Linked DNA regions of Zea mays: region 1 is linked to region 2. The links are chromatin contacts, called in public Hi-C maps. All regions are on one chromosome and are shown on one strand. Each heading gives the region's core, a stretch centred on a gene start, on an enhancer-like site or on the middle of the called end of the contact. The rest is flanking DNA. Distances are from core to core; before and after follow the strand shown.

The links. Hi-C and Micro-C count contacts between places; a contact is called where the count stands out from the background.
Region 1: a contact with region 2 is called in a Hi-C map of ear, with 3 times the contacts expected there. The contact joins the promoter of LOC100283307 here to the promoter of LOC100284460 in region 2. A contact is called at or near these places in 3 of 25 Hi-C or Micro-C datasets (ear, endosperm and tassel).

The regions. Positions count from the first base shown.
Region 1 is chr1:99,051,319-99,055,991 of Zm-B73-REFERENCE-NAM-5.0, reverse strand. LOC100283307 (TOM2B) reads left to right here and starts at 1,817. Exons shown (of 4, transcript NM_001156209.3): 1 at 1,817-2,019; 2 at 3,582-3,647; 3 at 3,722-3,786; 4 at 4,304-4,673. The coding sequence starts at 1,894. The coding sequence ends at 4,433. It overlaps LOC100276291, which reads right to left and starts at 1,742. Exons shown (of 6, transcript NM_001150115.2): 1 at 1,527-1,742; 2 at 1,338-1,409. The coding sequence starts at 1,723.
Region 2 is chr1:98,532,493-98,537,057 of Zm-B73-REFERENCE-NAM-5.0, reverse strand. It overlaps LOC100284460 (tetraspanin family protein), which reads right to left and starts at 2,009. Exons shown (of 7, transcript NM_001157355.1): 1 at 1,986-2,009; 2 at 1,582-1,867; 3 at 1,032-1,131; 4 at 537-617; 5 at 327-431. The coding sequence starts at 1,814.

The DNA.
Region 1 (4,673 bases), core at 568-3,067, 520 kb before region 2:
CTCAAACTCGGTAGATGGTATTTCTGTTGTTTTTCTCATCACTCAGACGTTTATCTAGTTTTCCTAATACCAATCAAGGCAAACAACCAAAAACCATATCAGTAAGCCTAACACAAACACATTTCAGAGATAACACTTAACAGCTTATTGCACAAAATAAACTATGCAGGAACAGAAAACTAGAAAAGATTGAATCATCACCGTAGCAGAAAAGAGGCAAGAAAATGCTAGGTGAACCGTAAGATCAGCATGACCAGAACAAAAGGTAAAACAAAACATCATCAAGTGTCCCTCTGTTCTGATCTATATTAGATATTGCAAATCTGCTTGTTGAAGAGAATATACTGCATGACTAAGCTGTTTATTCTAGGGAAAATAGAAGAGGGCAATAGCAACAACATATTTGTCCATCAATAATTTCCTCTTCAATCAGCAAAAAATGGGTCCTTTTTTTTGAAAACTAGTTATTGACAGATGTACATAACAATTTGTTCTAAATCATGTCCATATAAAACGAAAGGACCATGCATTAGCTTCAGGATTGAAAAAGGTCAGAATGTCAGATGACCCTCATGCCCCAAATCAATACTAGTTTTAAAACAGGCTCCATCACAGGCTCACAGCCATTTATGCTAGCAGAAGATCATTAGCCATTAGGTAATATACCGTACCTATTGTAAGATGTCATGGATAAATGTGACTAGAAAAGAACACCAAACTATGAAAAAATTGCAGAGCAAAAATGGGAGAGGACAACAAAAGCAAAAATACTTCACATATGTGTTTTCTTCCTCTATGTTTAGCCAGAGAGGTATTGGTTCACTTTTGTCAATGTCAGTTATGTACAACAGCTCATATCGATAACAGTTCCAGTTCATGATCCTAAAAGCTGAAGCATCATGGCATTGCCTTGATGATTAAAAAATGAAAAGGGTAGTTGAATCTCATTTCTCAATTCTTTACCAGTTTTCTTTTAAAAAAAACAATGCTGCAAGTCAAGCTCTGCAATTTATTTGCGAATAATAAGAACAATTTCCAATCTTATGTATTACATAGCCGTTACCATTTCCCCACCAAAGCACAATGGTATCCGAGTGCCCGAAACAAACAATTAATACTGCGAGAATTTTGTAAATTTATGTTGCACGCATGATTGTTCGTCCAAAAATTTCAGGCCTTAACTGCCAAGAAGAATTACACACGTTGCATACGCATACATAATCATATCCAAAAATTAAGAAATGAGCACAGAGTCACCCTTAAAAACTCTTCTCGTTAATTAAACAATAACAAAATGGAAATAATAATGCAAAAGGATGCGACAAGAGATTGCGTACGACTGGAATCGGAGCTCGTCTTCGGGGACGCTGTCGATGAGGTTGATCTGGTCGTACAACGAGAAGGTCCTCCTGCTCATATCCGCATTACAAACAAATCAGATAAAATCAAGCACCCACAAGCACCAGAGAAAGAGAAGAACAGCAACAAGTCGCATTTCCTCGGTCCAGCAGGGAGCCAGCGTATACCTGAGAGACGGAAGGTGTCTGAGTCGTGCGCTTCCGGAAACGGGATCACTCCGCAGCGACTTCACCAGCTGCGGCAGAGCCACCAGCGCCTTCTGCCCCCGAGCCGCCGCCATCGCCCCCATCCCACTTCGCCGGCCGGTCGGCTCCTCGGCTGGGGCGGTCGTTCCAGAATCTAGAGGGGTCGGGGAATTTTGCATTGAAGACCTTGTGAATTGTAACGGGAACTCGAAAAGGTCCCCACTTGACTTTCGGCCCGTTGTAAACCGCGCGGTTGGTGGGCTGGGCCTTTGGTTATTTACACATTTTCAATTTCGTACTGGGCGACTGGGCGTAGGGCGAGCTGAGCTCCCAAGTCGACGTGGCGGGGATGGCTGCGACGGCCGGCGTCGGCGGTGGTGGAGGGGCTAACGCGGCGGTGGCAGAGCAGATAGCACAGGCAGTGCGGTCCACCTCCAATCTCCTCCAGCTCATGGAGCAGTCCTCCCCCGCTCAGGTCTCCCGCCTCCTGTTCCCATCTCGTCTTGGTTGGTTTAGGGTGTTCCGATTGTATTCATGATTTTACAGCCGTTTGCTGATCACAAGAATCAACTCTTCCCCAAATTTGTGCGAAATTAACTAAACTTATGCTGTAATTCGTTCACGATGTCTTTCTTTACTCTTTAGAGACAATGAGGTTAGGATTTTTTATGGATTACTTTTGCGGTTTTGCCTTTGAAGGTGAAATGATTGCCCAATTCATGAATGTTATTATATTCATCTTATACTACATAACCTAGAAATTGTTCTTTTGGTGTTTGGCTGGTTCTTCTCGCCCTTGAGCCCGCGAGCGAGCAGTAAGTAGTTTTTTTGGTCAAGGTTAAGCTGAATATTTGGAAAAAAAAAATTCTCACATGCAGGATGCAAACCCACTCTTTGCAGCCCCTCACCTCCACGTGGAGGCCTACATAAATAGAAAAATAATAATTACCAAGTGGTTAGGTTCCAGGTTTTGATATGTTAGTGTGGGCCTCCAGGAGGTGAGAGTGAGGGGCTATAAACGAGTGAGTTTGCATCCGGTATGTAGAGATTTTTTTTCCCGAATGTTTATTCATCTTACAGCAATGCTTTAATCTAGAATTAAGACATCACATAGCACATGACATATATGAGCATGAGCAATTCATCATCGCATATGTGAATCTGCTATCGAACCAGGTTGTAGCAGATCCTAACCATATATCCACAACGCAAATAACCAGATGTGCTAGAAATGAGTTTAGTTTATACCCTTGAGTGGGACCCGAGCTAGAGATAGAGGGAACAATGTTACAACTTGGTCATGATGGCTTGCTCGAAGCAATCGATCTAGGCTCAATGCAGGCATGCATACTGTTGTCCTACGAGCGGTCGTCGATGTAGTCATCGCTCGGGGAAGAACACAGGCACCGAATCAGATCAAGATGAAGAGCAGTCACACTCACGCAGATGTGTTCCCCAAAAGCTTCATCGCTGCCTATCCATTTAGGTACACATACGGACTGAGCTTCATAGGCCTGCTCACTCAAGCCCATGTGTGCGTAAGCAACTCAGACTGAAGATTGCAGAGAGCAGCACAAGGACAAGAAGGCAGTGGAGAGAGTGATGAAGAAGAAGTTGGTGTTGGCTTATGCTGGAAGGAGAAGGGGTGTTGCCTTTTAAGCAGACTCCACTTCACATGGGGGATGAACATGGATGAGTTTTGGGAGGGGCACAATGATAAATATGTGCCTCTCCTGCTGCTAGTTTCAGGCTCATGCTACTACCTTATGAGTCGTTTTACAGTTCAGTTTTGTATTTTCAGCGCTACCTACCTCTCTATCCCTAGATCCCCTTGTGATTCTTCCTATTTTTTCATCATATAAATCAATAAAGATTCAGACAGTTCAATGAACTGCCATACATACATTCCTTCAATTAATAAGTTTATGAAACTGCGCCCACAACAGACATGTTTGGACGTTATGCTGTTGTTGTTACAAGTACAAGCTATCAGTTTGTTAACCAAGATGATCAGCAGAGGTGTACTTGTGGTCTCAGGTTCACTTGGCAAAACTACCCAAGAACCTGTTGGAAAAAGCATCCTTTGCAAAGAACACGGAGCATGTAAGAAATAAGTGTATCGTTGGATGCCAAAAACTAGTTGTAACATAGCCATTAATATATGTGTCCTGTTTTAGGTACTGCACCAGCTACCTCAAGTAATTTCATCCTTGGATGCTTATATGGACAGGAGTTTGCAAAGGTTACCTTCTTCCCCTATATGCATTTTTATTCATTAGTATCTTCTCACTAGAAATTCTAGCTTTTCTCTCAGACTTATTCATGGAACTTTTTTAGCTGCAATTTTTCTGTTCAGATTCCAACCAACTATGCTGAAGTGTATTTTGTCCCTACTTGCCTTCCAGAAAAGGATCACTTATGTCAATTGTGTGGCATATGCTTTTTATGTCTCAACTATTTACCAGTTTTTTCTTTAAAAAAAGATGATGCAAGACAGAATCATCAATTTATTTCTCAACATGAAGATCAATTGGCGAGCTTCTGGCTTACATAGGAAATGATCATTTCCCACCAGAACACATTGATCTATAGGACACATCCATCAGTAAACTGAAATCCCAGCTTGTAGTTCTGTAGGGCGCATAATGGTTCTTCTAAACTTCACGCATGTCCAGATTTCCGACCAACTAGGTTGAAGTTTGTTTTCTTTAATATCACCACTGATAATCTTTGCTTTTGTGTACTAAAAAACTGTGCAGTGCATCTCAAATTAAGACTGTCACACAGCTCTTGTCAAACATGGAGAAGACACAGCTGAAGTCCATGTTGCCTTCCTCTCGAAGGAAGGAAGATCAGAAGAGTACTGAACCCTTAAGAACTCAGGGTTGATTGACGTCACCGAGACATAGTGGAAGGATAAGCTTTTGCCGTCTTATGCTAGAGAGATCTGAGTATGATGGTTTGGCTGATTGGCTCTATGCATCTATCCGGCATAAGGATCCATCGCTGCCTACCGTTTGCGCCACATTTTAAAATTTGGTTGGGGAATGCTGTTATGGTGTAATGGAGCTGTTTTTTATGAGTTGGAGGTGCTACAAGGAAAGCATGTCTGTTTATTTGTCGTCCGCT
Region 2 (4,565 bases), core at 760-3,259:
TCTGGGCCAGCCCATTAATTATCATGATAAGTTTTAAACTACCTATAATTTGTTCATTATCAGCTGATCACAACAAATATAACAGCAGAATAAATCTGCATTGGACAAACATCTATGCATCTCAAGACAGAAAGATGAAGCCTCCATACTATACTAACAGGGGCCGAGGATGGGATTTAGAGTTGAAAGCATTTGCATGAATATTAGGAACTTATGGAGTAGAAGTTGAAGAAGCAAATACAGTGGCATTGGAAGCATAAGTGTAATATGAGGATCCTTTGAGTTTAGTTAAGATCAAAGGATGTAAGATTAGTCTTGTCTCCTACCTCAAAAACAACAACGCCAAGAGCAACCCATCTTGCAATCTCCCAGTTTTTCTTCAGAAAGCCATACATAACATCAAAGTTATGTGTCTTGTCCACTGGAATTACCTGCAAAAGAAGTCAATGGATAACTACAGCTAGTCAAGGAAATGATAAGACAAGTTACACTGTAGTAGTTTAGTTCCCAAGACAAGCACCAAACAGAATACTCACATCTTTCCAGCTATGGTCAAAGAAAATGAATGCAGCAGCTCCAGCTTCAGCAAGGATCAACAATATGACCAAGAAGGCATACTTTTTTATAAGTCAAAGGAAACAAGCATGAATTAATAGTGTGATCTTATATCATTATAAAAAGTCAAATAACTACCTTTGACAAAATATCATGGGGCTGCAGAAATAGTTAAAATATTATTGCCTCTGCTACTGCTGTTCTATAAGATTGGCGTTTCAGAGTAGTACAGAAACAAAATTTGTTGGTTTAGCAGGTTCAGATACTAATAGCCCGTCTGGATTTAATGTGCAGCATAATTCCAAGTACTACCTCCGTTTTAAAATATTTGTCGTCCGTTAGTTTATTTTTGAACTAAACCGCGACAAATAAAAAAGAACGGAGGGAGTACTTTTTAGTGTATTGTGTATGACAAATGGAATATTCTTTAGAGAGGACAACAGAATGATGTCTAAGAGGCACATTAAAAAGGATACGAAACACAAACAGCAGGTGTTTCTTGTCCCTGCTCCAATGCAGCCAAACAGAGACACGAGGAAAACAGTAGCACCAACACCAATGAACAAATAAATAAACCTGCAGGGAACAGAGGCGATTCCATGTCAAACACAACCGTTTTGGCAGTAAGAACAAACAAATAACAAACCCATAATTGCCAAACTAAAGAACCAATGGTTCCGACTGGAGACTTGGAACAATTCAAATCCACATAGAATTTACTGCCTGACTAACAAGCTCATCGATCCGAAGGCGAATAACAAATGCTACATCAAACTGCAATTTGCAACTGAGAGTTTTGGCTATCATAACATCATTGCATATTTCAAACATTCGCCTCTTAATCATCCACTACATGGAAAATTAAAGTAACACTTGTCCTATTCACAATTGTGATTGCCACCCCTACTAAGCAAACCTCGCAGTTCCTCACAACCCAAAATCCTAATCAGTCGCGAGATCACATGGACGAAACCAACGTTGATACATCAGAAACAAAAAGGGTGCATGAGCAAGCAACCATCTCACCATGCTTTGGGTAGCATGTCGAGGAAGCTGTCACCGAGAGCGACAGCCCCCAACAACGGCCGGCCGGAGACCAGCACCTCCGCCGTCAACCCCCCGCTGCTGCCGTCCTCAGATATCTTCATCCACTCGACGAGCAGGTAGATCCCGTAGCCGACCATGGCGAGGCCGGCGACGGTGAGGATGAAGTTGAGCAGCCTGAGCAGGCACTCGAAGAAGCCCCGGCACGCCGCCATCTGCCGCCCTCCTCCCCTCCCTCCGCCACCGATCAATCGATCGATATACCAATCTACCAAGTCCAAAAAAACGCTCCGATTCTCAGGGGAATTCCAACTAATACCGCCCGAATCGCGCCGAATTTCCCGCGGTGGGTGAGGGGAAGAAGGACAGGAGGACGGGTTGATTACCTGGCGATGCTTCGCCTGCCGTTCTTCTTCCGTTTATAATTCTTTTTTAGTTTTTTGCGCGTGAATAAACTAAAAATCACTCGGCTGGATTGGGGCAAAGGAGGCGGTGGAGTTGGAGTGGACGAGGGACCCACCAGGTGGCGCGAGGAGTGCCGTTGCCTGAGGCAGTGGACGGAGCAGATCGGTTGGGCTGGCTGCATTAGGAATTTGAGCTGGAGTTATTTTTTTATCGCATCGGCGGCCATGCTGACGGTGTACGCGCGGGGACGGTTGCGCTGGCCGGTAGTGCTCGCCATTATCCCCGTGCGCAGTGGATATGCGCTGGCGGTCGGGTCACTTGAAAGGTCTGAACTGCCCTCTCATGGGCCGCCTCCGCAATTCGAGATGGCAAATGACATCGGTATATTGGCATGTGTTGCTGTTGTTATCGTTAGGCGAAGGGTTTGTTTGGTTGTTGGGAGTGAAAAAAAGCTAGTTTACGCTCTGAGCTATTAAAAAGCTAAAAATTATTTAGTGTAAATCATAAAAAACCACTAAAAGTTCATATATATATTCACAGTTTTATTTGAAAGTCATTAAGGGTACGTTTGGTTGCAGGACAGCAAGAACAGGGATGTCCCTTGGCGTACTCTCTCGTCCCTCCAATTTTGAAAGATAATTGGGGACAACACTAGATAGTCATGTTCCAACCTTTGACCTTGAACCAAACAATCTTATTTGAGGGATCGTCTCATCTCATTGTCTTGTCATTGCAATCAAACACATCCTAAAGGTAGGTCTAGAGGTGCTTTCAGTTTTAAACTGCGAGAGAGTCGGCTTCTAGAAAAAACTGATTCTGGATCCAGCCATTTGGCACGGCTTTTGGCTTTTGGGCAAAAGTAAAAGCCAAAATCCAAACAAAACACATCATAAGTTTGACCTGTTAGGGCACGTACAACCTAAATATTATTTTTGGTTATTTAAGCATTAGATATACTCGTTCATACAACTCAATATATCTAAGTCTTGTATCTTATTTACGAACATCTCAAGAAATGATTCATTTATGTGGGTTGTATGAGTGTAACCATATCTTAGACTCAAAAACTGTGCTAGAGACGTTCCTTTACTAAGATACATTTTTTGTGTTTTAAACTTATTCATTTAAATACCCCTTAAGATACAGACCATTTATGTGGTTGTACATAGGATCATTCCTAGCATTTTAGGGGCACTGAACGAAAACTACCATAGAGGCCTCTTAAATTGTTATCATTGATATTGGCATCAACATTTTTCTCTTCTTCAGAAAATCTCAATAGCGGGTTCTTCTTTCTCCACAACAACTACCGCTAGCTCATTATTTGGGTTAGTTAAAGCATAGAGATTACTGGTCATAAATATATCCATAGCTCATCTCACTGTTTCTATGAACCTATCCACCTGTTATTTTTTTTGTTTTTTCTAAAAGATAGATACTTTTTGATGACTTGATATCACAAATCATTTGGCCTTTTTAATCATTTAATACCGGTGTAAGATAAAGTTTGAGACAAAAATGTAGACTTTAGAACCCTCTATAAAATATATCAATAATCAATCATTAGTCTATAAGATTAAAAAACTCACATGTATAATACAAAGACTACTACACTATATACTATGACTACAGACATCTAACGAACAACGAGAGGCTAGAGAGATTGCGTGAATCATCTGATATATGATGTCGTGATCACATCGTACGTAAAGATTGAAGAACTCAATTACGATTTAGTGTCAGATGATCTAGAGTTACGGGGACATTATCAGCGTCGACGAGATTGGGGCATCGAGGCCATGAGGACGGCGTTGCGTCACTTTAGAAGTATGCGATGAATTTTTTTATTTTGCGGCGACATCATCCTCGTCGATTCGTTTCTCAGGTTTTCTAATAAGATGCAGCTAGCTAATAGATTGTCGAATGATAACTGAGAGCACCTAGAGGGGGGGTGAATAGGTGATTCTGTAAAACTTGAACTTATAGCCACAAAAACTCGTTAAGTGTTAGCACAATAATTGCCAAGTGGCTTAGAGAGGAGTCTCAACAAAACACAATACCACAAGAGATCAAACACAGAGATGACACAGTGGTTTATCCCGTGGTTCGGCCAAGACCAACGCTTGCCTACTCCACGTTGTGGCGTCCCAACGGACGAGGGTTGCAATCAACCCCTCTCAAGCGGTCCAAAGACCAACTTGAATACCACAGTGTTTTGCTTTGCCTTTCAATATCCCTTTTGCGAGGAATCTCCACAACTTGGAGTCTCTCGCCCTTACACTTTGGATTCACAAAGAAATACGGAGTAAGGGAGGGAAGCAACACACACAAATCCACAGCAAAATGCGCACACACACGGCCAAGAATCGAGCTCAAGAGACTATCTCAAAGTTCTCACTAGAACGGAGCTCGAATCACTTAGAATGACAAACGAATGCGCAAAGACTAAGTGTGGATGATCAAGAATGCTCTAAGGTTGCTTGGTGTCCTCCTCCATGCGCCTAGGGGTCCCTTTTATAGCCCTAATGCAGCTAGGAGCCGTTGAGAGCAAATCTGGAAGG